Regions from separate parts of the Mus musculus genome. Here regions 1, 2, 3, 5, 6 and 7 are each linked to region 4. A link is a contact called in public Hi-C, HiChIP or PLAC-seq, Micro-C and promoter capture Hi-C data. All regions are on one chromosome and are shown on one strand. The core of a region is the stretch at or near the end of the contact, and the rest is flanking DNA. Distances in the headings are between cores, read along the strand shown. Region 1 holds the start of Fam76a (family with sequence similarity 76, member A). Region 2 holds the start of Rpa2 (replication protein A2). Region 3 has its middle 15 kb from the start of Gm36518. Region 4 holds the start of Tmem222 (transmembrane protein 222). Region 5 holds the start of Ppp1r8 (protein phosphatase 1, regulatory subunit 8). Region 6 holds the start of Themis2 (thymocyte selection associated family member 2). Region 7 holds the start of Stx12 (syntaxin 12).

The links. Hi-C and Micro-C count contacts between places; a contact is called where the count stands out from the background. HiChIP or PLAC-seq counts read pairs in DNA pulled down with a chosen protein or histone mark. Capture Hi-C pulls out chosen DNA fragments and counts their contacts.
Region 1: an H3K27ac HiChIP or PLAC-seq map of microglia shows a contact between it and region 4, with 8 times the contacts expected there. The contact joins the promoter of Fam76a here to the promoter of Tmem222 in region 4. A contact is called at or near these places in 10 of 39 promoter capture datasets (the C10 cell line, embryonic stem cells, hippocampal neurons and 5 more), 3 of 484 Hi-C or Micro-C datasets (B cells, bone marrow-derived macrophages and natural killer cells), 26 of 115 datasets of contacts at active chromatin or transcription factors (the SCID.adh cell line, SST interneurons, acute myeloid leukemia and 17 more) and 2 of 9 other capture datasets (adipose tissue and liver).
Region 2: a contact with region 4 is called in an H3K4me3 HiChIP or PLAC-seq map of pro-B cells, with 2.9 times the contacts expected there. The contact joins the promoter of Rpa2 here to the promoter of Tmem222 in region 4. A contact is called at or near these places in 4 of 39 promoter capture datasets (cranial neural crest, liver, neural stem cells and 1 more), 1 of 484 Hi-C or Micro-C datasets (embryonic stem cells), 3 of 115 datasets of contacts at active chromatin or transcription factors (astrocytes, embryonic stem cells and pro-B cells) and 1 of 9 other capture datasets (liver).
Region 3: a Hi-C map of B cells shows a contact between it and region 4, with 36 read pairs. The contact joins the enhancer-like site here to the promoter of Tmem222 in region 4. A contact is called at or near these places in 7 of 39 promoter capture datasets (the 3T3-L1 cell line, cranial neural crest, embryonic stem cells and 3 more), 2 of 15 datasets of contacts at CTCF or cohesin (embryonic stem cells and large pre-B cells), 9 of 484 Hi-C or Micro-C datasets (B cells, the CH12 cell line, the G1E-ER4 cell line and 4 more), 38 of 115 datasets of contacts at active chromatin or transcription factors (CD8 T cells, the NIH/3T3 cell line, the SCID.adh cell line and 27 more) and 3 of 9 other capture datasets (adipose tissue, liver and macrophages).
Region 5: a contact with region 4 is called in a promoter capture Hi-C map of pancreatic islet. The contact joins the promoter of Ppp1r8 here to the promoter of Tmem222 in region 4. A contact is called at or near these places in 8 of 39 promoter capture datasets (the C10 cell line, embryonic stem cells, hippocampal neurons and 4 more), 5 of 115 datasets of contacts at active chromatin or transcription factors (bone marrow-derived macrophages, embryonic stem cells and large pre-B cells) and 3 of 9 other capture datasets (adipose tissue, liver and pancreatic islet).
Region 6: a contact with region 4 is called in an H3K27ac HiChIP or PLAC-seq map of embryonic stem cells, with 5 times the contacts expected there. The contact joins the promoter of Themis2 here to the promoter of Tmem222 in region 4. A contact is called at or near these places in 1 of 39 promoter capture datasets (pre-B cells), 1 of 484 Hi-C or Micro-C datasets (B cells) and 3 of 115 datasets of contacts at active chromatin or transcription factors (acute myeloid leukemia and embryonic stem cells).
Region 7: a Micro-C map of muscle stem cells shows a contact between it and region 4, with 8 times the contacts expected there. The contact joins the promoter of Stx12 here to the promoter of Tmem222 in region 4. A contact is called at or near these places in 8 of 39 promoter capture datasets (the C10 cell line, embryonic stem cells, liver and 4 more), 3 of 484 Hi-C or Micro-C datasets (cortical neurons, embryonic stem cells and muscle stem cells), 9 of 115 datasets of contacts at active chromatin or transcription factors (the 230-238 cell line, CD8 T cells, bone marrow-derived macrophages and 5 more) and 4 of 9 other capture datasets (adipose tissue, embryonic stem cells, liver and 1 more).

The regions. Positions count from the first base shown.
Region 1 is chr4:132,920,468-132,924,238 of GRCm38.p6, reverse strand. Fam76a (family with sequence similarity 76, member A) reads left to right here and starts at 1,688. Exons shown (of 9, transcript NM_145553.2): 1 at 1,688-1,881; 2 at 3,448-3,512. The coding sequence starts at 1,801.
Region 2 is chr4:132,766,771-132,770,305 of GRCm38.p6, reverse strand. Rpa2 (replication protein A2) reads right to left here and starts at 1,946. Exons shown (of 9, transcript NM_011284.3): 1 at 1,840-1,946; 2 at 1,520-1,626. The coding sequence starts at 1,849.
Region 3 is chr4:132,944,084-132,947,762 of GRCm38.p6, reverse strand. No RefSeq gene overlaps it. Among named protein-coding and RNA genes, the nearest start is that of Gm36518, 15 kb to the left of the region's middle. Within about 2 kb of position 2,327, at least 276 of the 459 cell types and tissues checked have an H3K27ac peak or open chromatin away from gene starts, as enhancers often do. A contact at or near this core is called in B cells, CD8 T cells, the CH12 cell line and 28 more, where this site is marked.
Region 4 is chr4:133,275,741-133,279,521 of GRCm38.p6, reverse strand. Tmem222 (transmembrane protein 222) reads left to right here and starts at 1,732. Exons shown (of 6, transcript NM_025667.3): 1 at 1,732-1,991. The coding sequence starts at 1,798.
Region 5 is chr4:132,840,614-132,844,651 of GRCm38.p6, reverse strand. Ppp1r8 (protein phosphatase 1, regulatory subunit 8) reads left to right here and starts at 1,483. Exons shown (of 7, transcript NM_146154.3): 1 at 1,483-1,595; 2 at 3,948-4,008. The coding sequence starts at 1,540.
Region 6 is chr4:132,794,108-132,797,744 of GRCm38.p6, reverse strand. It overlaps Themis2 (thymocyte selection associated family member 2), which reads left to right and starts at 1,381. Exons shown (of 6, transcript NM_001033308.2): 1 at 1,381-1,485. The coding sequence starts at 1,392.
Region 7 is chr4:132,882,242-132,885,816 of GRCm38.p6, reverse strand. It overlaps Stx12 (syntaxin 12), which reads left to right and starts at 1,359. Exons shown (of 9, transcript NM_133887.4): 1 at 1,359-1,569. The coding sequence starts at 1,452. It also overlaps the pseudogene Gm13033.

The DNA of each region.
Region 1 (3,771 bases), core at 439-2,938, 360 kb after region 4:
TGATTACAGGTGTTACTGCTATGCTCAACTTACGGTTTGTCTTTTCATTTATCATAGCCCCTTTTGGCTAATTTGCCAAACAAAGGCAGAGATCATGTCTGGCTTATTGATTGTGTGCATAAGCCAGAATTGTCACATAGTAAATACTTAACACGTTATTCAAGGAGGGTCTGGAGAGATGGCTCAGTGGTTAAGATTACATACTGTTTGTACAGTATTCATGTCAGACAGTTTAAAACTGCCTGCAACTCCAGCCCTGGGGGACTCCATCTAGCCTTGATAGGCACTGCATTCACACACACACACATACACAGAGGCATGCACACTCACAAACACATTTTTAAAAAAAGATTTATTTATTTATTTTATGTATAGGGGTACACTGTAGCTGAACAGATGGTTCTGAGCCTTCATGTGGTTGCTGGGAATTGAACTCAGGACCTCTGCTGGCTCCAGCCTTGCTGGCTCCAGCCCCAAGATTTATTTATTATTATATGTAAGTACACTGTTGCTATCTTCAGACACACACTAGAAGAGGGCATCAGACCCCATTACAGATGGTTATGAGCCACCATGTGGTTGCTGGGAATTGAACTTAGGACCCTTGGAAGACAGTCAGCGCTGAGCCATCTCTCCAGCCCCACAAACACATTTACAAGTAAAAATAACTTTTAAAAAAGGTTTATTGTATGAATGATCATCGATATTTTCTATTCCTTTCTTTCCTCTCACTTCCTATGCCCTACCTCTTTTTCTTTCTCCAGTGCTAGAGATCAAACCAATCCCTAAGTCTCACACACACTAGAACGGACAGATCAATTAGCTCCATATTAAGTGAGGGGGACACAGAGACACACACACAAACTAAAATGTATTAAAGGTTTTGGGTCATGTACAGATGGCCTCCATACACACACAGCCAACCGATCTCAAGAGTATCATGGCCACCGTGTTCCTATTGCCTTTAATTCTAGCTTCAGGTCTCTACTGTTTTACCATTTTACAACTGCCCATCTTTTGTAAGTGCACGTGAGTGCAGGTGCCTGCTGAGTTAAGAGGCATCAGGGATAGCCCTGCAGCTGGAGTTACAGGCGATCTGAGCCTCCAGATGTGGGTGCTGGGAACCAAACTTTGCAAAAGCAGCATTCGGAGCCTTCTCTCCAGCCCATAGAGGACACTCATTTAATATCCTGCTTTTCCCCTCCGCCTGCTCCAAAGATAGACTTTCCTCCTTGGTTGCCAGTGGGTTTAAACTCCGGATGGTCTCGTAGTTCGAATCCGACGTTGCCCGACTGTCACCCCAATCCCACACTCCTTCGGCTAGCGGGAAGCTCCACGGCAACCCAAAACATCACAACTTCATCGAGTATCGCGAGAAGCTCCAATGCTCCCGCAGCCCCCGGAGAGGCGGAGCGAGGGCGGAGCCTCAGCGGGCAGGTGGGCGGAGCCCGAGGGCTTCCGCTATCCTACTCGGAAGACGCTCTTTTCAGGCGGCGCCCCCGCGTGACTGCGCTTTACATAATCGCGGCCCCGAGCGTCACAGTGGCGTAGTCCAACCCGGACCGAATCAGAGCCGTCGGGAACTCCACGTTCCGCCCCCTCCCGCGTGATCGACGTCCACGCGAGCCAGCGAACGGCCTCTGAGCACCGGAGAGCCCGCCCCTGCGCCCGCGGCCCGCCCTCGCCCGCCCGCCCTCCGCAGCCCGCGGCCCGGCCGCCGCCGCCAGGTTGTGCCTGAGACTGTCAGATAAAGCGGCGGGCCGGCGGGAGGGGCGGCGGCGATCACGGCCCGGGCCGGACATGGCGGCGCTGTACGCCTGCACCAAGTGCCACCAGCGCTTCCCCTTCGAGGCGCTGTCTCAGGGGCAGCAGCTGTGCAAGGTGCGCGGGCTGGGGCGGCGGCCGGGAGCTGGGGACGCTCCAGGCGCGGTTCGGAACTCTCGGTCCAGCGAGGACGGCTGCCGGGGTCCCCTCGGGCAGGGTGTGGCCGGCCCGTTTTGCGGACGAGCTGAGCCGGGCCCGCAGAGGACTGCAGGGTACTTGTGGGAGCCCCGGGCGGAGTCCAGGCCCTGGCAGCCGGCGTGTCCTGGTGCTTAGCAACGGCTGGGGTTTCTTCTCCGACCTGGTGAGGTCGCGGGAGGGGACAGCTCCCCTGTTTGTCCCCGACTGGCCCCCCGGGAAGATTTCCTTGGACCGCCTTCTCTTCTGATGTGGTCGTCTTGAGTGTAGAATGACGGTCCAGAGATTTCCCTTGTCCTGGATGAGATTGAACCCCGGAATCAGGTGCTGCTTGTGAGGAGTGTTTTGAACTCTGGACACTTCGTGGGCACTTTACAGCCGATCTCAAAGTTAGAGGTGGCAAGGCTTTATTAGGGAAAATGAAAAAAGTACCCCAACAGTGTCTTGGAACACACACGAACAGGGTGACTTTTTAGCATCTAATTGGTAGCCTTCCTCCTCATCCTAAGCATTTTTTAACCCCTGAAATGCCAGCGTTTTTATATATAACTTCCTCCCACCTCGTCGGTTCAAGAGAGCAACAGTTAAGTCGGCAAGCTCGTGCAGAGTTGCCGTTGACAGATCCTCAGATATTTCAGATACAGAATGTGTGTCTGTGTCCGTCCGCTGTGTGTAGTTCACCTCCCCGCGTCCCCCCAAAAAGATGCCCACATACTTTCCTTAAGCCACTTGGGTTTACTGAGTCCGAAAGATAGTGTTTGAAGGCCCCCTTGGACATAAAAACTTTGATCTAAACATTTTTCTTGTTTGTTTCCGAGGCAGGGTCATATAACTTGTAGCTCTGGCTGTCTTTGAACTCTCAGAGATCTATCTGACTGCCTCTGTCTTCCAAACGCTGGGATTAAAGTCGTGTACTGTTGCTCAGTCTAAGGCTGTATGATTCTTTGTTGTTATTTTTGTTTTTTGTTTTTCCAAGACAGGGTTTCTCTGTATAGCCCTGGCTGTCCTGAAACTCACTTTGTAGACCAGGCAGGCCTCGAACTCAGAAAATCCTGAACTCGGCCTCCTGAGTGCTGGGATTAAAGGCATGTGCCACCACCTCCCGGCTCTTTTTTTTTTTTTTTTTTTTTTTTAAAGGAAGTTCAATAAACAAGACAGCTTTAATCTTTTGCCTTCGTATCACAAGTGATCCTTCTCATTATCCCACAACAGCAGACGGACCAGCTGGACTCTTACCTAGAGAGCTAACGACCAATCTAGAGCTTATTCATGATATATTTGTTTTAAAATCTATGAGTAGTTCATACAGATTCCTACTCCCACATCAACAGCAGGGAAGTGATATGCATATAGAGGAGAAGGTCCAGAGAGTTACATGACTCACCCAGGCCTCTTGCTAGCAACAGTTAGTACCCAGTCTGCAGCTTTTTACTGAATTCAGACTTTCTGCTCCTCTGGTCCTTTTCAGACTGTCTCCTTTCATTTCAGGAATGCCGGATTGCTCACCCTGTTGTGAAGTGTACCTACTGTAGGACCGAGTACCAGCAGGAGAGGTACAGTTCTCCTTGACCTCGAAAGATGTTTTTTGTTTTTCTTGTTCTTTTGTTTATAGTTGTTTTGTTTTGTTTTTGAGATGGTAGTCCAGGCTAGCTTTCTTTTTTTGTTTGTTTGTTTTCTTTTTTGGTTTTTGATACAGGGTTTCTCTGTATAGCCCTGGTTGTCCTGGAACTCACTTTGTAGACCAGGCTGGCCTCGAACTCAGAAATCCCCCTGCCTCTGCCTCTGGAGTGCTAGGTTTAAAGGCAGACTGGC
Region 2 (3,535 bases), core at 697-3,196, 510 kb after region 4:
TTCAAGCCCACAGGGATCTGATGCTAGACCTCCAGGTGAATATATGTTTGTATCCTATTGTGGGTTCACAAAGAAAAGGTCAGACTAGAGTCAGGACAACATAGGATAGCCTGTCTTTAGAACGCATCCCAGGTGGGGGCTGGTGAGATGGCTCAGTGGGTAAGAGCACCCGACTGCTCTTCCGAAGGTCCGGAGTTCAAATCCCAGCAACCACATGGTGGCTCACAACCATCTGTAACAAGATCTGATGCCCTCTTCTGGAGTGTCTGAAGACAGCTGCAGTGAACTTACATATAATAAATAAATAAATCTTAAAAAAAAAAAAAAAAAAAAAAAAAAAAGAACGCATCCCAGGGCTAGGCAGTGGTGGCAAATGGTTTTAATCTCAGCACCCAGGAGGCAGAGGCAGGTGGACTTCTTGAGTTCAAGGCCAGCCTGGTCTATAGAGTGAGTTCCAGGACAGCCAAGGATACACACACACACACACACACACACACACACACACACACAGACACCCAAAACAAAACAACAACAAGAAAACAACTGTCTCAGAGAGGTAGGGGTAGAAAGAGCACATCCCAGACATAGCAAGAGCAGTGTTCAGGACACCACGGAGACAACAGGGCCTTGTGAAAAGGCTTGAGAAATGACAAGCAGAAAAAGGACTACGAAGATGCTCTAGGTTTCTTGATAAAATGGAAGAAGTTAGAAGTATAGCTTCTTTTAGGAGATATTCTGGCAACCAGATGGCAGTCTCTGCAGAAAACCTGGTGAGTTTCGTCAAGCTGCTCATCTTTGGGCATCTTAACAGGAGAGTCAGATGGAGTGGGCAGAGGAGCATCTAGCAAAGACACTTGCCTCTCAAGCCACCTACGAGCAATGTAGTTTGTTTGTTTTTTAAGAAAGGATCTTTTTGGGCTGGAGAGATGGCTCAGCGGTTAAGAGCACTGACTGCTCTTCCAGAGGTCCTGAGTTCAATTCCCAGCAACCATACGGTGGCTCACAACCATCTGTAGTGGTATCTGATGCCCTCTTCTGGTGTGTCTGAAGACAACTACAGTGTACAGGCAGGTGGATCTCTGAGTTCCAGGCCAGCCAGAGCTACAAACACCTCCAAAACACTTGGTCATACAATGAATATGTACGAGGCAGAAAAAGCCCAGCAGATTAAGGCTTAGCGTGTCCTTCCTGTCAGTTACCAACAGGAAACAACCCCAAACCTGTTCTGAACACAGTGGACTCTTGTTCTTCAGGGATTTTTGTGCCCTGGGGACAGCGATATTAAACTCTACTAAAGCATACTTTCGAGTGGTAGGGCCAGGAAAATGGAGGCCGGGCGAACCACTGCAGGCTTGCCAAACAATAAAATAATAAAAACCCTGTTCCCCACTTGACCATACAAAAGACAAGGTAGGTAACGGACAGCTTCTGACACCTTGGGGTGTGCCACCCTCCCGCACGAAAACACGTTCCCTCCTGGCCAGGACACAAATGAGAACGGAGCCGTCAGTCTACGTACCGATTTCTTCTCCGCCTGCGACGGTGTGGGCGACCCGAAGCCACCGGGGGACTGCGTGTAGCCGCCTGCTCCGCCATAGGTGGAGCTGCTGAAGCTTTCGAATCCGCCTGCGGGGAACGACCGTCGTCAGAGTCTGCGCTGCGCTCCCCATCTCTATACCTGGCGACCGCTGTCCCCACCGCCCCAGCCGCGACAATCCCCCTGCCACCCCGCGAACGCCGCCGAGCCCGCCTCGGGCCTCTCGCTCCGTCCCGGCCTTCCTGCGCCAGACTCGCCCACTCCCAACACCCTCGCGTGACTCTCCCCACGCCCGCCATTACTATTCCACATCCTGGTCGCAGTTCTCCGGAGAGAGCGGCCCAAGACGCTCGGACACGAAAACTAAGAACACTTGGGAACTCTGTGCCGCTCTGGCGTGGCAGCCTTCTGGCTACTTTGCACTGGCGCCACAAACTCCTTCCCGCGAAGGGACAGCCAATCAGCGCCCTGGACACATTTACCTTCAGCCAATCAGAACTCATGAGTCCCCTCCTTTTTTTTTCGGTATCAAGGCCAAGCTTAGGAAAAACACCCGGCCCCAAGAAGGAATGGAAGCATGCGCGGCCATCTTTACTGAGGGCAAATTTCCGATAGGACAGTATTCAAGAAAACAACCAATCAAAACGATACTTCCGGGGCCATCCTCAAGCATTCTTCACACACACCCCATCTCCGTCGCATGCAACCCTACATCACTTCCGCCGCTCGCTAGCCCCCTTTTCCCGCCAAACTGCTAGTTTTCTGCTCTTCCAGAACTCCCGAGTTCAATTCCCAGCAACCACATGGTGGATCACAACCATCTATAATGGGATCTGCTGTCCTCTTCTGGTGTGTCTGAAGATAGTGATATTGTATTCATAAATAAATACCTGCGTGATGGTGGAAGGAGAGGCTCAACTGTTAATCCCACTGAAGATGAGTAGAAATGATTAAACAATTTTTGGTCAAATTAAGCAAGCTTAATTTTGTCAGAGATGGCTATCTCGCTAAACTGGGGTTTTGAGAAAACAGCATCGCCGGGCAGTGGTGGCACAGACCTTTAATCCCAGCATTTAGGAGGCAGAGGCAGGAGGATTTCTGAGTTCGAGGCCAGCCTGGTCTACAGAGTGAGTTCCAGGACAGCCAAGGCTACACAGAGAAACCCTGTCTCGAAAAAACAAAACAAATACAAAATGAGAAAACAGCATCGAACACAAGAGGTGAGGTTTATATAACCCCCAAAACTGCAAGAATATGGACATTTTCAAGGGTTATGTAGGCACTTGGTCGAACATTTCAGCATTATTTGGCAGAACGTCTATCAGACTGAAATCAGGGTATAGGGTGTGGAACCTGTCGAAATTCAGAAAGTTGGTCAAGACCTGGTCAAATTAAGTTTTATAGAAAAGAGGAATGGACTTATTTTGGTAGTATGATAAGATGGCTTCAGAACTTAAGGTGGAGTCAGGCTGCTCCATCACAACTCCTACAAGTTGTCCTCTACACACACACACACAAGCACACACTCCAGCACACATGTTCATACGCACACACAGGCTTGTATCCAGGGCATAGATAACATGTTCATGTTTTCAAAGAAAGAAACCCTACCTGGGGGAGGGGTTGGCACACGCCTTTAACCCCAACACTTGGGAGGTGGAGGCAGGTGGATCTCTGTGAATTTGAGGCCAGCTTGGTCTACAGTGTGAGTTCTAGGACAGTCAAGGCTGCACAGGGAAACCCTGTCTTGAAGAAAAAAAAAAGAAAACAAACAAAAGAAACCTCATGGCCATACATGGCCACAGTTAAAAAGATCCAAAGATGTCCTGCTGTCTTGCCCCCAGTTTTGTCTCCCTCTCAGTCTCCCGTGATTTCAACCAGTCATTATATGAGTCATACACCTTCGTCTAAAAGCTGATCGAGCACTAGAGCATGTGTTTAGTTTTCTAGAAAGTATGTGGGTACGTGCACATGAGTTTAGGTGCCTCCAAAGCCAGA
Region 3 (3,679 bases), core at 1,078-3,577, 330 kb after region 4:
TCTGTGTGTGACACTGACTGTCTTGGAAGTCCCTCTGTAGATCAGGCTGGCTTCAAACTCACAGAGATCCGCCTGCCTCTGCCTCCTAAGTGCTGGGATTAAAAGGCCTGTGCCACCACCGGGCTTCCTTACTTCTTGTGCATAAAAATAGTGATATGGTAAGGCAGTGGTACCAATACCTGTCTGTGCACTATAACCACCTGGACAGTTGCTTTGCTTGTCTTTGTTTTTAATTCCAAAGCCCAAGCTGTACCTGAGACTTATTAGACAGCAACCTCTGTAGTAAGAACAGGTACCAGTATTTTTGATGCCTCCAAGTGGTTCCAGGAAGAGCACTGTGGTAGTGAGAAACAAGGCATGTGGCTTGGGCCCATCTGCCTGAAGGCACCCGTACTTTAAGAGGAGAGGCCTGTAAGAGACACTAGCTTGGGGTGGGAGGTTCAGAGAAGAGACTGTGGACTCCCGGAGGACTGAAAACACTCTCCCCTCTTTCTCTGGGTTAGGATCTGGGGTGCTTCTGGCAGAGGTGGATGCTGAAAGCTGAGCCCCCTGTTGACGCAGAGTTCCTGCTCCGGCAGGTAGGATGGCTCAGTGGGTAAAGACACGGGTGACCAAACCATAGTAGGAGGGAATGAGCTCCTGTGAGCTGTGCTCTGACCTCCAGAGGAGCGAGACAGTGGTGAGGCAGAGGCCCAGACACACACACACACACACACACACACACACAGACTTTGTGACACAGCCGTGTTGTGTCAGGAGTGGCAGCCCCCCTGCTCTCTGCTCAGGAAAGGTTCCAGCAGAGTTCTCTGTCCCTGACCTTGTTAAGGACGCAGGCTTCTCCATAGGTGTGACAGGAGACACAACCCTGGACAAACAAGCTGTATGCCTGTATGCGTAGGGCAAAGGCAGCCAAGTCGCCCAGCTTGGGCTGTGTGGTTATTTGCATGACCAGCCTGGCACTTCCTTGGTGCTGGCTACAGGGACGAGTCAGCTCAGTAAACAGATCCTGTAAGGATTGCGGCAAAGCTTCCATCTGGAATCATTTGTTTGTTCCGATAAAGAACCTCTGGATCTGGATCGAATCGCGTGTCCCGTGTTCTTGTGTCCGGGAGCTCACCAGCCCTCCCCTCCCCTCTCCTCTCCCCGCTCCTCCGCCCCACTCCCACCCCCACAGCCTCTGACAGGGCATTACGTCTTCTGCTTGCACAGTGGGTGCATGCAGTTGGGAACAAGCTGGGGTTTTGAGGCCGAGAACTTGGGGCTGGGTTTCTCTATCTGAGTTTCTGAGGTCAGGCACTGAAACCTGGGTACTTGTGGCTAGGTGCTTGGACTTGCTGTCTGTATGAGCAGACAGACCTGTTCCTGCCCCTGTCTCTTCCGGGTAGCTTCACATTAATGACGCTGTTTGTCCTGCCTGTCTATCTTAGGAGATGGCAGAGGCTGAAAGGCAAGAGAACGCTCTCCCTGGCCTCTTCGCCTGCCTTCCTGGGACCCTTCCCTCTCCTCACCGGGAGGCCTGGGCGTCCTAGTCTTCCACCCCTCCCCCCAGCCATCTGCTTAAAGGACGTGGCTCCTCAGTTCTTCACAGGAAGCCACAGGCCTCTTCTGCTTCAGCAACCTCCGCTGCTGCTGGCCCAGGCCCCTTTCCAGGTCAGCTTAGTAACGCCCGGTTCTCAGCATTTCCCTGTACCGCCAGCCAAGAAGCCTGGGTGGCGGTGGCGTGTTTCTCTCTTTCTCCTCTAAAACCTTATGGCTCTGTCGGGGGGTGGGGGTGGGAGGTGCATAGGCTGTGAACTTGAAGACAGACCTGATGGCAGAGAGGGTCCTGAATTGTGGAACTAGGGGTTTGGGAAGGAGAGCAGGAGGAAGGTCCTTCAGAGACCCTGGGAATGATCACTCCAGCGTCCAGGCTTCCTGCTGCAGAGCAGAAGCCGAGGTCCATTCATTTCAGTCTCGGAAGACTGTGGTGGAGACTGCCCCAGGGAGGGCTTTTAGTAATTGCGGAGCAGCTCAAGGATAATGAGGGCTGATGAAGTCTAGCCCGGGACTACAGTGCCACCTGGTGGTCATGTTCGTACACTGCACCATGAGATTGTGGCGCCAGCCTTAGGAGGGGCTGACTGTTAAAGGGTACCAGGGCCTGGAAGGAAACTCCCTAGATAAAGGGATTTGATGAAAGGTCAGGACTAAGTCAGCTGACATGGTATGCCTGTAGTCAAGTGCTGGAGGAGCCTGCGGCCGAATTGTTGAGCCGAGGAGTTCAAGGGCAGCCTGGTCAGCACAGCAAGAACTTGACTGCAAGGTGCTGGAGAGACGGCTCAGCAGTTGCTGCTCTTCCAGCAGACAGAGTTCCATTTAGTGACTCACAGTGACCTGCAGCTCCAGCTCCGCCCTCTTCCTGCCTCCCTGGCACACACCCATCTTTAAACCTTCAAGCTAAAAACAAAGACACATCCTCTAACGTCCACACTTGGGAATGACACTCTTGGTCTGGATGAGACTCCTTTAGCACCATTTGACAGACGAGAAACCTGAGGACCAGAGATGACCTTGACATTGTCTTACAGCAAGACAGTCAGAAACCGGGGTCTGAATTTATTTTATTCTATTTTATACTTGGGATGGAGCCCAGAGTCACTGAGGTCTAATTTGGGGCTCGTCTTAAGATGTAGCTCCAGAGTAAAAAGCATTCTCTGTTAGTTTCTAGTCACCCCCTTTGTGACCAAACATGGCACTGCCCAGCACCAACCCCACTTTAGTCACCAAAGTTGGCACTACAAGATGGCTTTTCCCCAAAATAAACTCTGCTCTGAAGCAAGAGGATCTGAGAAGGCCAGGGGTTACAGAGCGTGTGCGTTTGCTCAGCAGACACTTTAGAAGAGGAAGCCCAGGGGGCTGGAGAGATGACTTCTTGGTTACAAGAGCTCCCTGGTCTTCCAGGGGACCCGTTAAGTTCCTAGACCTCACATCAGGGAGTTAACAACTGTCTGGAACTATAACTTTTCTAAACCGCACACATGCACACACTTAAAAACAAAATCTCATAACTGGGTAGTAGTGGTATACCCCATTCAATCCCAGCACTCAGGAGGTAGCTAGCATATCTCTTCGAGTTTGAGGCCAGCCTGATCTACAGAGTGAATTTCAGGATAGCCAGGGCTACATAGAGAAAGCTTGTCTCGAAAACCAAAAACAAACAAAACAAAACAAAGCCTTATAAAAAGCCAATCGCATTAGCAGAGGAAACCTCCTGGCTTTAAAGAAAGCAGATTTGGGACCCTAAAAACGCAAGGAACTTGTCAGGCTGCAACCCTGCAGCAGGGCCATGACTCAGTGGTGTGTCTGTCTGAAGGCCACTGCCAGAGACAATTCTAAAAGAGACAGATGTCACGTGGCCCTGCCGCTGCTGTGTGTCATCATGTCGTCTGGTGCTGTGTGAACGTAATAATCAAAACCCGTGAAGACAGACAAGGGTAGGGGTTATCGAAACAAATGGGGGTGAAGAGAAGGCGAACAGGAAGGAAGAGGGGGCCTCGTGGATTCACTCTGAGCTGCAAGTAGGCAGGAAGTAGGTTCCTTGTGCGGTGGGGTCCTTAGCGCCTGGTACAGTGCCTGGCGTGGATTGATCACTCAGTAAATGTCTAGGGGATGAAGGTGAAGAATTAAGCTGCATTCTGAG
Region 4 (3,781 bases), core at 483-2,982:
TGCACTACCTGATGTATGATGTAGTCAAGACCTTTGGATTTTCCACAGTACAGATTTTTTTCTTTTTCTTTTTTTTTTTATTTATTACGTATTTTCCTCAATTACATTTCCAATGCTATCCCAAAAGTCCCCTATACCCTCCCCCCCAGATTTTTTTCTTTTTTAATGCATTTAAGTATCAGGATCGCCGGGTATGGTGGCCCACACCTTTAATCCCAGCACTTGGGAGGCATGGGAGGCAGAGGCAGGGCGAATTTCTGAGTTCGAGGCCAGCCTGGTCTACAGAGTGAGTTCCAGGACAGCCAGGGCTACACAGAAACTCTGTCTCGAAAAACCAACCAACCAACCAAAAACAAAAACAAACAAAAAAAAATTATCAGGACCGCAGGCTTTTGGCAAGTTACTATTAAAGGAGACTCATTTCATGGAAGCAAACCTTCTCAAAAGCATAGCTTTTGCCTTCCCTAAACATTTGTCCACACCTTCTGTTGGCTAATAGTCTTAGGTGATGAGGAATTGAATCTAGCTGTACTAAGCCATAGCTTCTAGCCAGAATGAAGTGCTTAGCCCCTATCTGACAGGTCTGCTTCACCTGCAGAAACAATATGCCTGAGTATGGAAAACAACCCCCACTCTGGTCCCAGTCAAACCATACACACACACACACACACACACAAAGAGGAGCTGTAACATATATATATCTCCTCCAGCCCGCTGTTCCAATAAAACAGTCTCAGTCTCAGCCTGTTGAAACAATCTGTTTGCCTTTCTGCCTCATTTTTCTTACACCTTCCTATAGCCTGGTTCCCTTCTTGTCTTCCAAACCCATCCCACCCACTCCTCACCGCATAACATTCCACTTCCATGTCTCTCTGATTATCCCTCTGAAAAATCAAAAGATTCCAAGACTGGAGCCTGGCCACTTTGTGTTCTTGAGTGTGATCTTAGACAAGTGCTAACTGCCGAGTTTTCTATAAAGCAAAAAAGGACCTGGCTTAGTGATGTACCCTTTTAAATCCCAGCACTTGGGAGGCAGAGTTAAGAGTTCAATGTCAGCCTGGTCTACATAGTGACAGACAGGGCTACATAGTGAGACCCTGTTTCAAAACAAAAACAAACATGTGCCCCAAAACACGAACAATAAAGAGATTTAGATAAGTCTTGGATGATATTCTCTACTGCACATAGTGACCTCAAGTTTCCTGTCTTGGCACTTCTGCATCCGTGCTCTCCCCAGGCCCAAGGCTGCTCCCTCCCATACACACCAAGTGTACGTGTCTCCCATACACACCAAGATTTTAGTTTGACCTCCCTTTTTACACCATCACGTAACAGACTATTATGTAACTCATGCCACAGACTAAAAAGGACAAAGGAAATCTACAAAGACTTGCGTTTGAATCGTTGCTCACTTCATTTCTAAGAGCCTTTGTCTCTGATTTGTTTTCTGGGGGAAACAACTAAATTTGCACGTCTAATCAGTTTATAGACAGTAGTACCAATGAATATCACATGCTTGGCACCTAAGAAGTGATCAATAAAGAGTGCCTGCACCACGTGCCGGCATGCGGAACCGCGGTTGGTTGTGGGTTCCCGGGGCTCGACTGAGAGCTTCCTGAGGTCCACGGAAATGCTCCGCTACAAACACGGGAAAGAGGCTAAACTAGCCGGGCCCAGAAGGACAAGGCTCCAATTCCCCGGGGGAAGATCGACCGAGAGGACACTCCGCCTCCCGGAAGTGATGACACAGGGGCGAGCGGCGGCGCGGTCGGCCTTCCCGAGCGGGACGCGCGCGGGATGGCGGAAGCGGAAGGGAGTTCTCCGCTTCTGTTACAGCCGCCGCCGCCCCCTCCTCGGATGGCGGAAGTAGAAACGCCGACGGGGGCCGAGACGGACATGAAGCAGTACCACGGGTCCGGTGGCGTTGTCATGGACGTGGAGCGGAGCCGCTTCCCCTACTGCGTGGTGTGGACACCCATCCCGGTGCTCACGTGAGTGTCTTCCGATGTCAGCGCGAAGTCGCCGAGGGCCCGAGCATCCTCCGGGGTGCCATGCTAGCTTTTTTTTCCCCAGACTTGCAGCAACCCGTACTCCGGGCCAGGCTAGCCCCCAGTCCCCTAGAGCTCTCGTCACCTATGAGGTGCGCGGTCCCCTTGGATGTGGGGCATAGTTCCGGCCCTGGTTCCCCCAGGTCTAACTGGAGAGGAGGAGAAGTGTAGATCAGCAGCAAAGATCTGGTCATTAGCACGCCCTTAAGCTGCAGGCGTACAGAAAAGACCCTTAATCATTGTCTGAAGAGGCATCGTCATTCATTCCCCGTTGGTTTTTGTTTTTGTTTTTTCACTCATTGAGCAAACGAGCGCGTACTTGTCGTCTGTTATGCACAAGACGTTTCGCCTTTAGAAACAGAACTGAGTGTTTGATCGAAGCCACACTGGTTCGTGGAATGTCAGCATTGGGAGGTCCGTGCTGGCGTTTTTCCCCCTACATCATTTGAGTTACAAAGCAGTCTCAGCGACCTAGGTATCTGCCTCCCAGTGGAAGAATGCAGCTTACAACCCTCCTACCTTAATCCTAACAGTCTGGACAGTTTACAAGCTTTATTTTCTGTAGTAGAAATCCCCTTCCCCCATGGGGAAGCTGAGTTCCTTTGTAACATCGTCTTGGTCCGTTGACTATCCCAGCAAGAAGATATTCAGAAGCCAGTTAGTTCACTGACTATATATAACTCATCTTTCAGCTGTGGCATCCTACCTCTCACCTGAGGAGGTACTCTTTTCTTTCCTTCTATCAAAATCAGCTACCAGGCACGGGGATCCATACTTTTAACCATAGCACTTGGAGGCAGAGGCAAGCAGATGTCTGTGAGTTGGAGGGCAGCCTGAATTATATGGTAGGAGTTCCAGGCCAGCCAGGCATGTATAGTGAGCCCCAATCTCAAACAAACAAACAAACAGAGCCAAGTTGTGTGGAGAAGGAATATTTTTAGTCTCAAATGTTTCTGATCTTCAAATCATTTTAATCTTTCGATTTTGTATTTATTTATTTTATTGGTTTTGACTGAGACATGAGCTTGATATGTAGCCCTGGCTGGTCTGGTATTTATTTCGTAGCCCAACCTGACTTTGAACCCCTGTTCCCCCTGCCTTCTGTGTTCTGGGACTACAGGTGTATGCCATTTCATCTATCAAATGACCCTAATTTTTAAAGTATGTAAAGCTACTTGGGCCAGGGTGGATGGCTCAGTCAGTAAAAGTGCTTTCTGTGAATAACCTGAGTTTGGATCCTTGTTAACCATGTAAAAAAACCTTCATGCAGCAGTGCATTGCCTGAAGTCCCAGAGCTGAGGAAGTGGAGGTGAGAGCATCTCTGAGGCTTGCTGGCTACCTACTCCTGTCAAGTCAATGAGAGATACTGTCTCAAAATGTAGAGGGCAGGGGTGGTCCACACCTCTATTCCCAGTTCTCAGCAGGCAAAGCCAGAATGGGGGTCTGTGACGGTGTTGAGGTCTGTGACGGTGTTGAGGCCATTGTAAGCTGCAGAGGAAGGGCCAACCTAGGGTTCCAGAGTTAGACACTGGATCCAATTCATTAAAATTTCCTCTTAACACGTTTGCTGACTGACTCCTTGTGGTCTGTAGTAGCAGGTGTAAAGCCTAGCTGTCCGGTGTGCCGCGGCAGGGTGTGCCGCTTGTTTCCAGGTGTTGATGGGAGCCGTAGAGGGTAAATAAGTAACTGACGGACAGGAGAACTCCAGATGTGGAGGAGAGCTGTGAAGAGAA
Region 5 (4,038 bases), core at 234-2,733, 430 kb after region 4:
CTCGCCAGCCCGACAAAGGCAACTCTTATGCTGAAAACATTTAATTGGAGCTGGTTTATAGGTTCATAGGTTCAGTCCATTATCATCAAGGCTGGAGCATGGCAGCATCCAGGCAGGCATCGTGCAGGAGGAGCTGAGAGTTCTACATTTTCACCTGAAGGCTGTTAGTGGAAGACTGACTTCCAGGTAGCCAGGATACAGGACTTAAAGCCCAAGCCTACAATGATACACTTATTTCAACAAGTCCAAACCTCCAAATAGTGCCACTCCCTGGACCAAGCATATTCAAACCATGACATGTTCTATTGCTGTTGCTTACTGAAACCTGGAGAATTTATTATTATTATTATTATTAATTTTACTGTCTAGCAGGGCATAGTGTTGACTACCTTTAACCCTGTATCTCAGGAAGCAAAGGCAGATGGAATTTCAGATATGTGCTGCCACACCCTCCAACCATTTGTTTCTTTTAAAAACTGTGAAGTCATCATCCCATCTTTCTGCAAAAGTGAAAAAAGGACCATCCACTGCATACGAAGGAATGGTATGTTGTCAGAAACATATGGGACTAGTAGAGCCTGGCTTTTGGCTTTACATAGACTCAGGTTCGAATACCACTCCTTGTAAGGTGAGGCTAGAGCCTCTCTTCTGGAATCAATCTGTCTTGAGTTTTGGGAATACCAAGTGAACTGATCCATATGAAATACATACTTCCCCATAAGCACTCAATAGACAAAACCATTACAACCAGCAAGCTAATGGCTTAGAGGAAGATGGTAACCCTAATGCTTCCTATGTCACTATGACCCACAGAGAAAAATCCTAAGGGGCCATGAATTAAACATTTTTGAGAATTGGTTAAGTTACTAAAAATTGGAGGCTTTTTTTCCTTTTGAGTCTGTGCCTTGCAGCAGTTTGTCCAAAGTTTTCAAAAACAGACTACATGATTTCTGACACAGTCGCCTAATCTATAGATTCTCCCAGATCTAAGAAAATTACTGGTTTTGGGGAATTGAATCAGTGGCCTCATTCGCGCCTGCTGAACACACTACCACTGAGCCGTACACATCAGACTTGGGATCAGAAAGGACAAATGAGTAAGGATTCTGTTTTCAGATGCAGTGTTTCGAAGGAAGGCTGGAAAAAGGGGGAAAAAAAAAGCCATCACTTCTTATCTCTAGCCATCACCTGCTTATCGCTAGATGAAGCCCGAGGGGGTGGGTAGCTGGGAGTTAATGCAGATTGCAGAGCTCTAGGGTTTCTGGCGGAAAACGCAGCGCGAAAGCCGCATCAAGGTACAAACCACTCCTGACCCCGTGACCAAGGAGACACCCGCCCCCAGCCTCTCCAGCAAACACTGCAGACTTCAAACCCAGCCCCTGATGCCCTCCGCCAGAGGCGCTCCCAGGAGAGCGTCCTTGCGTTGCGCGTGCGCACGCACGCGCTGCGCACAGGCTGCTGGGATGCCGCCTCTTCCCTCCCGAGCTCTTAGTTTCCCGGCGTGCTTCAGACCCGCCAAATGGGAGGGGGAGACGCAAGATGGCGGCAGCCGTGAACTCCGGCTCCAGCCTCCCGCTGTTCGACTGCCCGACTTGGTGAGTAATGAGGTTTCTGGGACTGGAGCGGCTTGGCGTGAGTTAACCCGGACAGAAAGGAGAAGGTTGTATTTTTTTTTCCTCTTCCTTTTTTTTTTTTTTTTTTTTTTTGCGATGAAACGAACGTCTCAGAAAGATCCTGGAATGATTGAGGGAAAACTGTCCGCTGTGAGGGGCCGGGCGACGTGTGGAGGATCCTGGAGCTGGGGCCCAGGCTCTGCGGAAACCCGAGTTTTGGGGGCTCGAAGGTATTCAGTTTATACAGCGCTTGGGAGGTCAGCCGCTCACCGGGGTGCTTCAGGCCTTGGCCCCTAACTTGCCCTAACTCATCACTGAGTGCCCGATGCTCTCGGGGAGCATCAAACCTTCCCCGGGTGCTGAAGGTCTGGAGCGCGCACGAGCTGGCTTCCCTACCTCAGTCCAACCTGATGCTGCATCCCTCCGTGGCTGCTGCACCCTCCAAGCGGACTAGGTGCTCCTTGCGGGCAGGGATGGCGCGGGACTGTTCCCCCTTGTTCTCTGACCAGACCAGCACGAAACCCGGTACAAAAGACAGCAGAAGTTGTTAGCATACAGCATTTTCATCCCCTGGGAAGTTCAGAGAAGTAGTAGGATGGTTTCCGCGTTGAGTGGGGTGCAAGATGAATGAATAGGAACTGCTTTGCACGAGGATGCATCGGGGTTAGAGCCCTTTCTGCTGTTGCGGCTCTTCCTGGTTATTAACGTGTTACCTCTCGGGCTTCTGTTACATTGAGATCTTCAAGGGCAAAAACCCTTGCATCATGCTCAGCTCCTAGGCCTGAGTCAATCACATGGTAGGATATTCAGACAAAATATTTTGGCTTTAATGTTCATTTTAATCTGTATCTCGAAGCAAATGGGCTTTTGTTCGATGCACTGTCCTTTTAGCCACTGCCATGAGAGATTGGAGCGGAGCTGTGAGATGTCTGTGTTGAATCTTCAATGAGATAGACTCGATATCGTTTCTTCTGTGCAAATGTAAGGGCCCTGGAAGGTTCAAAAGAACAAGCCCAGGAAGCGAATGAATGCTTGGCTGTTTCCTGGATTTCTTTATTCTTTTAACATATCCATGTGCTTCAGCCTACAAATTCTTTATCCACACTGGTCCCTGGCTGCACTTATTTCAAATTTGGGCCAGCCAAATATAAAGAGACTCTTTCTTTGAGATCACCTGTCATTACCTCAGGGTCTGGTGTATACCAGGAACTGTGTCAGGTGATTTGACATTTGAGCATCCATCCCCTTGAATGATGAAGCGAGGTATAGAAAACAGTCTGATGACTTAGATTTTTTTTCACAAACACCTGTTCAGGGTGCCCCCACACCTCCCTCCCTTTGGAGCTTGGTTTCGTGGGCGTGGTTTTGATTTGCTCTAGTTCCCTAATTACAGATCTCTGATTTGGTACCAAGAGTTCATCTGGGTAATGTTTTTTTGTTTATTTTGTGATGAGAATGATATTGATCAGCCCCCAAACAAACAATTTTTGTTATTTGGTTATTTTAACATATATTTGTTTTAAGGCAAGATCTCTATATGTGATTCTAGATGATCTAGAACTCACCTGTTATACAAACTAGGATGGCCTTGAAGTTGCAATGGTCCCTCTGGTGGGAATTCACATGTGTATTTCTGTACCCAGCAAAACAACTGGTTTATTCTTTCTTTATATTAGGAGTAGTAAATCTTAGATGAAACCCCAGGTTAGACCAAGCATGCATCACAATGTAATTTAGCACAGGGAAGGTGGAGGAGGAGGTTAAAGGTCGTCCTCAGATCCAATCCCACAAAGGTTTGAGCCTAGCTTGTTTTTGGAGACGTGAGACTCTGTCTCCCAAAAACAAGAAGGAAAAACCTTTCCAGGGAACAGGACATTGAGCTGCGTTATTTCTGAAGGGCATAGCCAGTATTAAAATGCAGGAGTTTGGGTGGGGGGTGCTCTAAAGACAGACCCACTGAAATCTCTGAATAATTGAATCACTTGGGAAGAAAGTGTTAAACACTGAAAGAAGCTCTAGCCAGGCAGTGGTGGCGTACGCCTTTAATCCCAGCACTTGGGAGGCAGAGGCAGGCAGATTTCTGAGTTCCAGGCCAGCCTGGTCTGCAGAGTGAGTTCAAGGACAGCCAGGGCTACAGAGAAACCCTGTCTCAAAAAAATCAAAGGGGGGGGGGTGCGGGAGGAAGGAAGGAGCAAGCTCTGACAGTGAATTCATGACGTTTCTGTTTGAATATGAACTAACTCTAACTGTAGGAGAGCCTCAGTGTTGACGGGACAGGGATTGAAACAGTCATGGACTCATCCTTAAAACTGCTGTTTCGCTCTTCTTTTTCAGGGCAGGTAAACCACCACCTGGCTTACATCTGGATGTGGTGAAAGGAGACAAGCTAATTGAGGTAATGAAGCACACCGTTCTAAAGGTTTTC
Region 6 (3,637 bases), core at 132-2,631, 480 kb after region 4:
CTGGGGGCACATCTCAGCTGGGGAAGTGGGATCGTTTTTATCTGTTCAACATCTTCATGGTCTGAGGTAGTTAAATGGTACATGCCTGTTATTCCAGAACCTGGCAGGAGGAGGCATCAAGAGCATCAGGAGTCTAAGGAAGCCATTCTCAGCTACACAGTGGATTATGTGAAATCCTGCCTCAAAAACCCAAAACAAGGCAGAGGATGCAGCTCACTTAGTAGAGTGTTTGCTTTGAATCCATGAAGCCCTAGGTTTAGTCCTCAGCATCTAATAAAGTGTGTGTGACCACACTCATTTTAGATGGTGGAAGAAGGAAGATCAGAAGTTCAAGGTCATCTTCAGCTACACAGTAATTTAAGTACAATTTGTGCTAAGGGATACTCTCTCTGTCTGTCTCTGTCTCGGGTCTGTCTCTATGTCTCTGTGTCTGTGTCTGTGTCTCTGTGTCTCTGTGTCTTTGTCTCTCTGTGTCTCTGTCTCTCTCTCTGTCTCTCTCTCTCTCTCACACACACACACACACATACATACACACACACACACACACACACACACACACACACACACACACACACCAGACCTCTGGGTATCAAATTATCAAGTCTTGCCAGGTGTAACTGCACACGCCTTTAATCCCAGCACTCAGGAGGCAGAGGCAGGCGGATTTCTGACTTCGAGGCCAGCCTGGTCTACAAAGTGAGTTCCAGGACAGCCAGGGCTATACAGAGAAACCCTGTCTCAAAAAAAAAAAAAAAAAAAATTATCAAGTCTTGATGTTAGATCTGTTCGATGGAGCCAAGTAAAGAAAGGTGTGGGAATTGTCCTGGTTGTTCTTTGGTCAATTTGACCCAAGTTAGAATTATCTGGGAACCTCTGTTGAGAAATGCCTCCATCAGACTGCTTGTAGGCAAGCCTGTAGTGCATTTTCTCCACTTATGATTGGTGTGGGTGGGCCCAGCCCATAGGGTGTAGGTAGTGCCAACCCTGGGCAGGTGGTCCTGAGTTGTGTAAGAAAGCAAACTGAGCAAACCAGTAAGCTGTGTTTCTTTATGGCTTGTACCAGTCCCAGTCCCTTTATCTCTCTCTATCTGTCCGGAGTTTCTGTTCTGACTAACCTCTGTGATCCCAGAGTTGTAAGATAATAAACCCTTCCCTCCCCAAGTTGCTTTTGGTCATGGTGTTTTATCACATTAGAAACCTTAAGAAAAGATTCAATTTTAGAGATGAAGAGACAGGTCAGGGGAAATAAAGTCCCCATTCAAGAGTTCGGGGCGCTTCAGAGAACCCTGTAGGGCTCCCGACCTGAGGGGCGTGGCCTCGGTGGGCGTGGCTTCCGGACTGTCCTCTGCAAGCTGCCGATCAGTCTGAGCAAATCTAGTCGGAACGCGACCATGGAGCCGGTGCCGCTGCAGGACTTTGTGAGCGGCCTGGACCCCACCTCCCTTCCGCGCGTGCTGCGGGTCTGCTCCGGAGTCTACTTTGAGGGTGAGCGGGCTCTGGGTGGAAGGAGCTAGGTATGATGGGTCATGCCTGTAATGCCAACACTGGGGAGCTGTGGCGGGAGGATGAGTTCGAAGCTAGCCTGTTCTATAAAGTGATTGCAGGTCAGTTTGGGCTACAGAGTTAGACCCTGAGGGATCTGGGGTTGAGTTCAGACGCTGCTGTCCGAAGTTTTATGAATCCGCACCAAAAGGCGCCACCTCCCTGCTCTTCAGCTTTTGTCCCATGGGTGATGAGAAGTCCTGAGTTTAACTCAGGCTTTTTCTCAACTGAGGCTCCTCGGTAATGCTAACAGAAATTGTGTGGCAGCTAGGCAGGAGCGATCTGAACAGCCTAGGAAATCCTGTCTCAAGCAACAAGAACAATTATAACAATAAATGGACAAATAAGTGGGGATAACTCGTCCATCGTTTCAGACAGGCACTAGGGTGCTCACTGTCGTTATTGGGGTTGTTCTGAGAGGACCTTGTTTTGTAGCCCAGGCTGGCCTTAAGTTTGCAGCGATCCGTCTGCCTCTGCCTGAATTTGCCATGCCTGGTTCACTGTTCATTTTTCTTTCTTGCTCCCTCCCTCCGTTCTCTTTTATTATCTTCTTTCCCTTTCTGCAAGGATCCAACCCAGGACCCTGAGCTCTCACCACTAAGATATATTCCAGTTCGTTATTTTAGCACCAGATCAGCCCTCCCGCTGAACTCTCTGCTCCTTGCCTCTGAGTCTCTCTGTTCCTCTGCTGGATTCTCAGATGGAGTGGTCCTCCTACCAGGGGGATCCTTCCCCGCTTTTTGCCTGTACATTTGCTCCTTGCCCATGGCTTTCCGCAACCCATAGCAGAGAAGAGATGGCCATATCAGGACACAGCCACCAGTTACTGGCCAAATAACATGTGACCAGGGACTGACCACTTGGGTAAGGGAGGGAAGAAAAGGGACCGACCGGGCTGCTCTGTGGAGGGCAGAGGCGAGAGTGGAGGGAGATGCTGAGATTCAGGGCTCCTCCCTCAGACAGCAAGCTGTCTCATGGATGCCTGCTTCATTCTACTCCCTGGAGTGAGCGAGCCAGGCTCTGCCACAGCAGCTGCCAGCAAAGTGTTCTGATGGCCAAGCGGGTTATAGACTGACCTAGGAGGATCACACAAGGGCCACCACAGTGAGTCTCTCTGGTCCATCGGAATCTGATGGGTCCCTGAAGTGGGACTCTGGGAGCCTGGTCATTCTTTTCTCCAGCTCAGAACATCCTCCCAGCGTCTCTTGCTTACCTGTGTCACAATACCCGAGTTTCCTCATCTGCTATGACCTGGGGTGATGGGAAGTGGAAGGACTTGGGGTGACGTGAGGACAGACGGATGTCACAGAGTGTCGGTATGCAAATGAGGTGAACGGGAAGGTAGATGACCCTATGGGGCAAGGTGTGGTAGAATTCCTGACCACATGGGATTCCAGTTTTGGAGGTTGATACCCCATGTTCTGCCTCCAGCCACCCTCACCTCCCCCTCCTCCCACCCCCACATTACCTGCCCTGCTGCAGATGGGACCTGGGCCATCTTACATCCTAGACTACTAACACTCTAGCTAGTTCTTAGCTAAGATCCTTAGCATTTTTCTTTCTTTCCGTTTAAGACAAATTCTTCTTGTGTAGTTCAGACTTCTCCAGAGTAAGAGTTCTGTGGTTACAGATATGTACCACCACAGCTGGTCTTCCGAGCCTTTGTTTACATTGATTGACTGATTGATTGATTGATTGATGGGGGGGCACGCATGTGTCACGGTATGAATGTGAAGGTCACAGGACTTTTGTTTTCTTCTTCCTCCACCATGTGGGACTTAGGAAGGGAAGGGTCTTTACGATATCTTGCTGGCTCTTTTCTGTTCATTTTGAGGCTGACCCGGCACTCCCTGTTCAGCCAAGGGTGAGCCTGAGTTCCTACCCTTCCTCTTTACCAATCATTGGAGGAGCTGACGCCACCTCTCTGAGCTATCACTTTTAGGAAGGAGAAACTGCTGTTGATATTTTTTTAGAAAAGGGAAACTGCTGGCCCGTTCCGGAAGGGCAGTCACGCGTCCTCAGGGCAGTGAAGTGCCAGTCACACTCAGCACAGGGCCAGGTATATATAACTCCATGGCTAACAAGCTCCTCTTCT
Region 7 (3,575 bases), core at 110-2,609, 390 kb after region 4:
CTGATGGGAGAATATACCTCTTCATCAATTACCTGGTACTTGAGTTTTTCATCCTTGAAAAGGCATAGTTTGGGGCTGGAGAAATGACTCTGCAGTTAAGAACACTGGCTGCTCTTCCAGAGGACACAGGTTCAATTCCCAGCATTCACATGGCAGCTCACAGCTCTCTGTAACTCCAGGTCCAGGGGCTCTGTCACCCTCACAGGTACAGGCAAAAGACCAATGAGCATAAAAATAAATAATTAAAAGAGAAAGCAAAGGAGCAGTTTATGCTGTCTATCTGGAGTTTTACCATAAACATGGCTTATATGTCCACTCCATGGCCCAGCCCTCTAGTGAATATATGTCCTTGTTTCTGGTCTGTCTTGAGATACTGGTGGGTGAATTGCTGGCCGAAGAATGTGAATATCATATTCGAGCCCTGGGGGTCAAGGATGAATTTTTTTCTTAGAATTTTCCCCATAATCTTTTGAATCAGAAACCCTCTTCTTCCCTTTCACAGGATGGGAGTCAGGCAGTCATCTGTTACAGGAGGAGAGGCTCTGATGTAGTAGGAGAGGTTGGAGAAGGGTGCCCAGTTTTCGTAGGTGTGGTGCACATTGTAAGTTGGTGGGCTGTCAATCAAATGCCATCTGGCTGGCAACATATCTCATGACTGAATTCCGCAGGAAGGGAATGGTTTTTATTTGTTTGGAGTGTGAGTGGGTTTTCCGAGACAGGGTTTCTCTATGTAACCTTGGCTGTCCTGGAACTCACCCTGTATACCAGCCTGACCTCAAAGGAAGGAAATGTTAATCAACAATGTCCCAGAATCCCTTGAAGTGGGTAAGCACGGGGCACACCGTATTGGCGGATGGTTTCAGTAGTAACTTTATTCTTGCTAGAAATTTAGGTGTTGAACAGTTTTCACCATCGAATCCTGTCGGGTACAACTGCACGTGTACTGGTCCCATTCCATGCTCATGCATTCACCTCGATTTTGACATGGGTTGGAAAAGCAAGAACTTGCTGGGTGCCTGAACAACAGTGCCGCGCGGAGCAGCAGGATGCGGGAGCGGCAGGATGCGGGAGCAGCAGGATGCGGATGAGCGTGTTGGCGGCCGGAAGGTCGTGGAATGCGGGGCGCGCCGTCTGTAGACGACAGGCTGAAGAAGTCCGGTCCTGTACTGGCTTCACAGCTGGAGGAGTCGGGTCTTGCGAGAACGCTCACCGCCAGCAGTTCGAAAACTCTCAAGAGACGACCCACCGCCAATTCCAGCCGCACACGCGCACTGCAGGATGGGGCGGAGCGCGCGCATGCGCACCGCGATGGGCGGGGGGTCAGTGCGCACGCAGTCGCGGTCCCTTCCCCGCCCTTTCTCTTCCCGGTTTTCCTCTCAGCTGCTGGGCCCGGTCAGTGGCAGCTTCCGGTAGGAGCGCCGCGAAGCGCGACCCGGTCTCTGCTCACTGTCATGTCCTACGGTCCCTTAGACATGTATCGGAACCCCGGGCCGTCGGGGCCTCAGCCCCGGGACTTCAACAGCATCATCCAGACATGCAGTGGCAACATCCAGCGGATCAGCCAAGCCAGTGAGCGAGGGGACCCAGCCGGGAGCTGGGGGCGGCCTGAGGGACAGACGGTGGTGAAGCTGCCAAGTCGGGGAGCCCGGTCTGGGTCGCAGCTCAGGCCACACCTTGAGGCCGTCGCGAGCCTCCACTCTGGGCGCGGCGAGCTGCCTTTCCCTGGGTCGGCCAGGCTCGGGCCCTTTAGGTCCACACCCCTGTCTTAGGCGGTTAGAGTTCACGGTGTTGGGGGTCAACAGAGCCGACAGCCCCGATGGTGGGAGGGAGTGTGTGTCATCTCCAGGACTGTGAGCAGCAGTCTTGACTTGGCGCAGTGGTCAGCCGAGTTTTTCCTGTCGTCGCCGTCCCCCTCTCCCCACCCACCTTGTTTTCCTCAGTTCCGATCAGGGGGTGCTTACTTGGTTGCGACTTTAGGTTCACATTCAGCTCAGCGGTTGGGTCCTCAGACATCAGCAACTTTCAATTAAGGGAAGTGGAGAATGCGTGCGTTCGAGTGACTTAATACACTGTGTTTCCTGTAATTAACCTGGACGTCAGTCAGTGCCTGGCATTTAAGGGACGGGAGGACTGCTGCTTTATGGCACAGAATGCACCGGGAACATTTTAGGTTAGGTTGTCTTTGTAGCGAACGTTTTTCCCATTTCAAGCATGAAGATGTCCTCTTCTGCCTCCGTTGAGAGCTACTCTTGGCCACAATTACACACCAAGTAAGAGATGGCAGGGTTGGGCCAAGTCAGTTTGTAACTGCTTACCTTAAAACTCCCTTCTGTAGCTAGAGTCAAGTACAGGCTGTTTTTGAGTTTCAGAATCATCCCAGAGCCCTGTAAACAGAACAACAGAAGCAATTTTACTTTAAAAATGGTGACAACCATCTGTGTTGTTTATTATTCTGTTTTTTTTTTTTTTTTTTTTTTTTGTGAGCTTAGCTATACTGTTAATAAGTAGAGTCAGTTCTGAATTGCAGTTATGTCCTAAGCTTTAAAGCATAAGCTACCACTGTGCTTTTATTTTCTTTTTGAGACAGTTTTTTTGTAGCTCTGACTATCCTGGAACTCACTCTGTGTACCAGGCTGGCTTCAAAATTAGAGATCCACCTGCCTCTGCCTCCCAAGTGCTGGGATTAACAATGTACGCCACCACACCCAGCTTGTCACTTTGCTTTTATATCTAAATGTATACTGTAGGATTTGAGAGGTAGAAAGTTTCAGGCAGGAAGGGTTAGGCCTGGGTGTATGGAGGTAGTACGAATACTCAGCTTGTTAACCCAGATATGAAAAACACAATAATAATTGATGACTAGACAGTATGGTACTTTGTGTCCCAGTTTCCTTTTGTTAAGGAGCTATAATACAGGATAAATCAGAAAATTCTTTTCAAGGGGCTGGCAAGATGGTTCAGGTAAAGTGCTTGCTGTGCAGGCCTGACCATCTGATTTGAGCCCCAGAACCCAGATGAACGTGGAAGGAGCAAATTAACTCCACAGAGCTGTACTCTGACCTCCACACTCAGCCACACTCGTTCCCTGGCACACACAATGTGTCTGTTTACATTAGTTCTATGTATGTTCCACATATCATACACACAAAAATAATAAAGAAAATTTTGTGCCAGGTGTTGGGGGCGGGGTCATGCCTTCAATTCCAGTACTTGAGAGGCAGAGGCAGGTAGATCTCAGAGTTTGAGAGGCTAGCCAGTTTACAGAGTTTCAGGACAGCCAGGGGCTACACAGAGAAACCTTGTTTTGAACCACCAGAAAGAAGAAAAGAAAGAGAGGAAAGAAAGAAAGAGAATTTGTGGGTTTTTTTTTTTTTTCTCATTGAGACTAACCTAATTTAAATGACTGTATGTGGAATATTTCATATTTGAGTATTAAGTTGTATAGTAAGCATAGGAACTGATACAGATTCTTTTAACTGCAAATCTGTGTTTACTTAAATCAAAATTAGAGTTGAAACTGGCCATAGTCGTACACGATAGCATTTGAGAGGCTGAGGCAGGAGGATTATCATGAT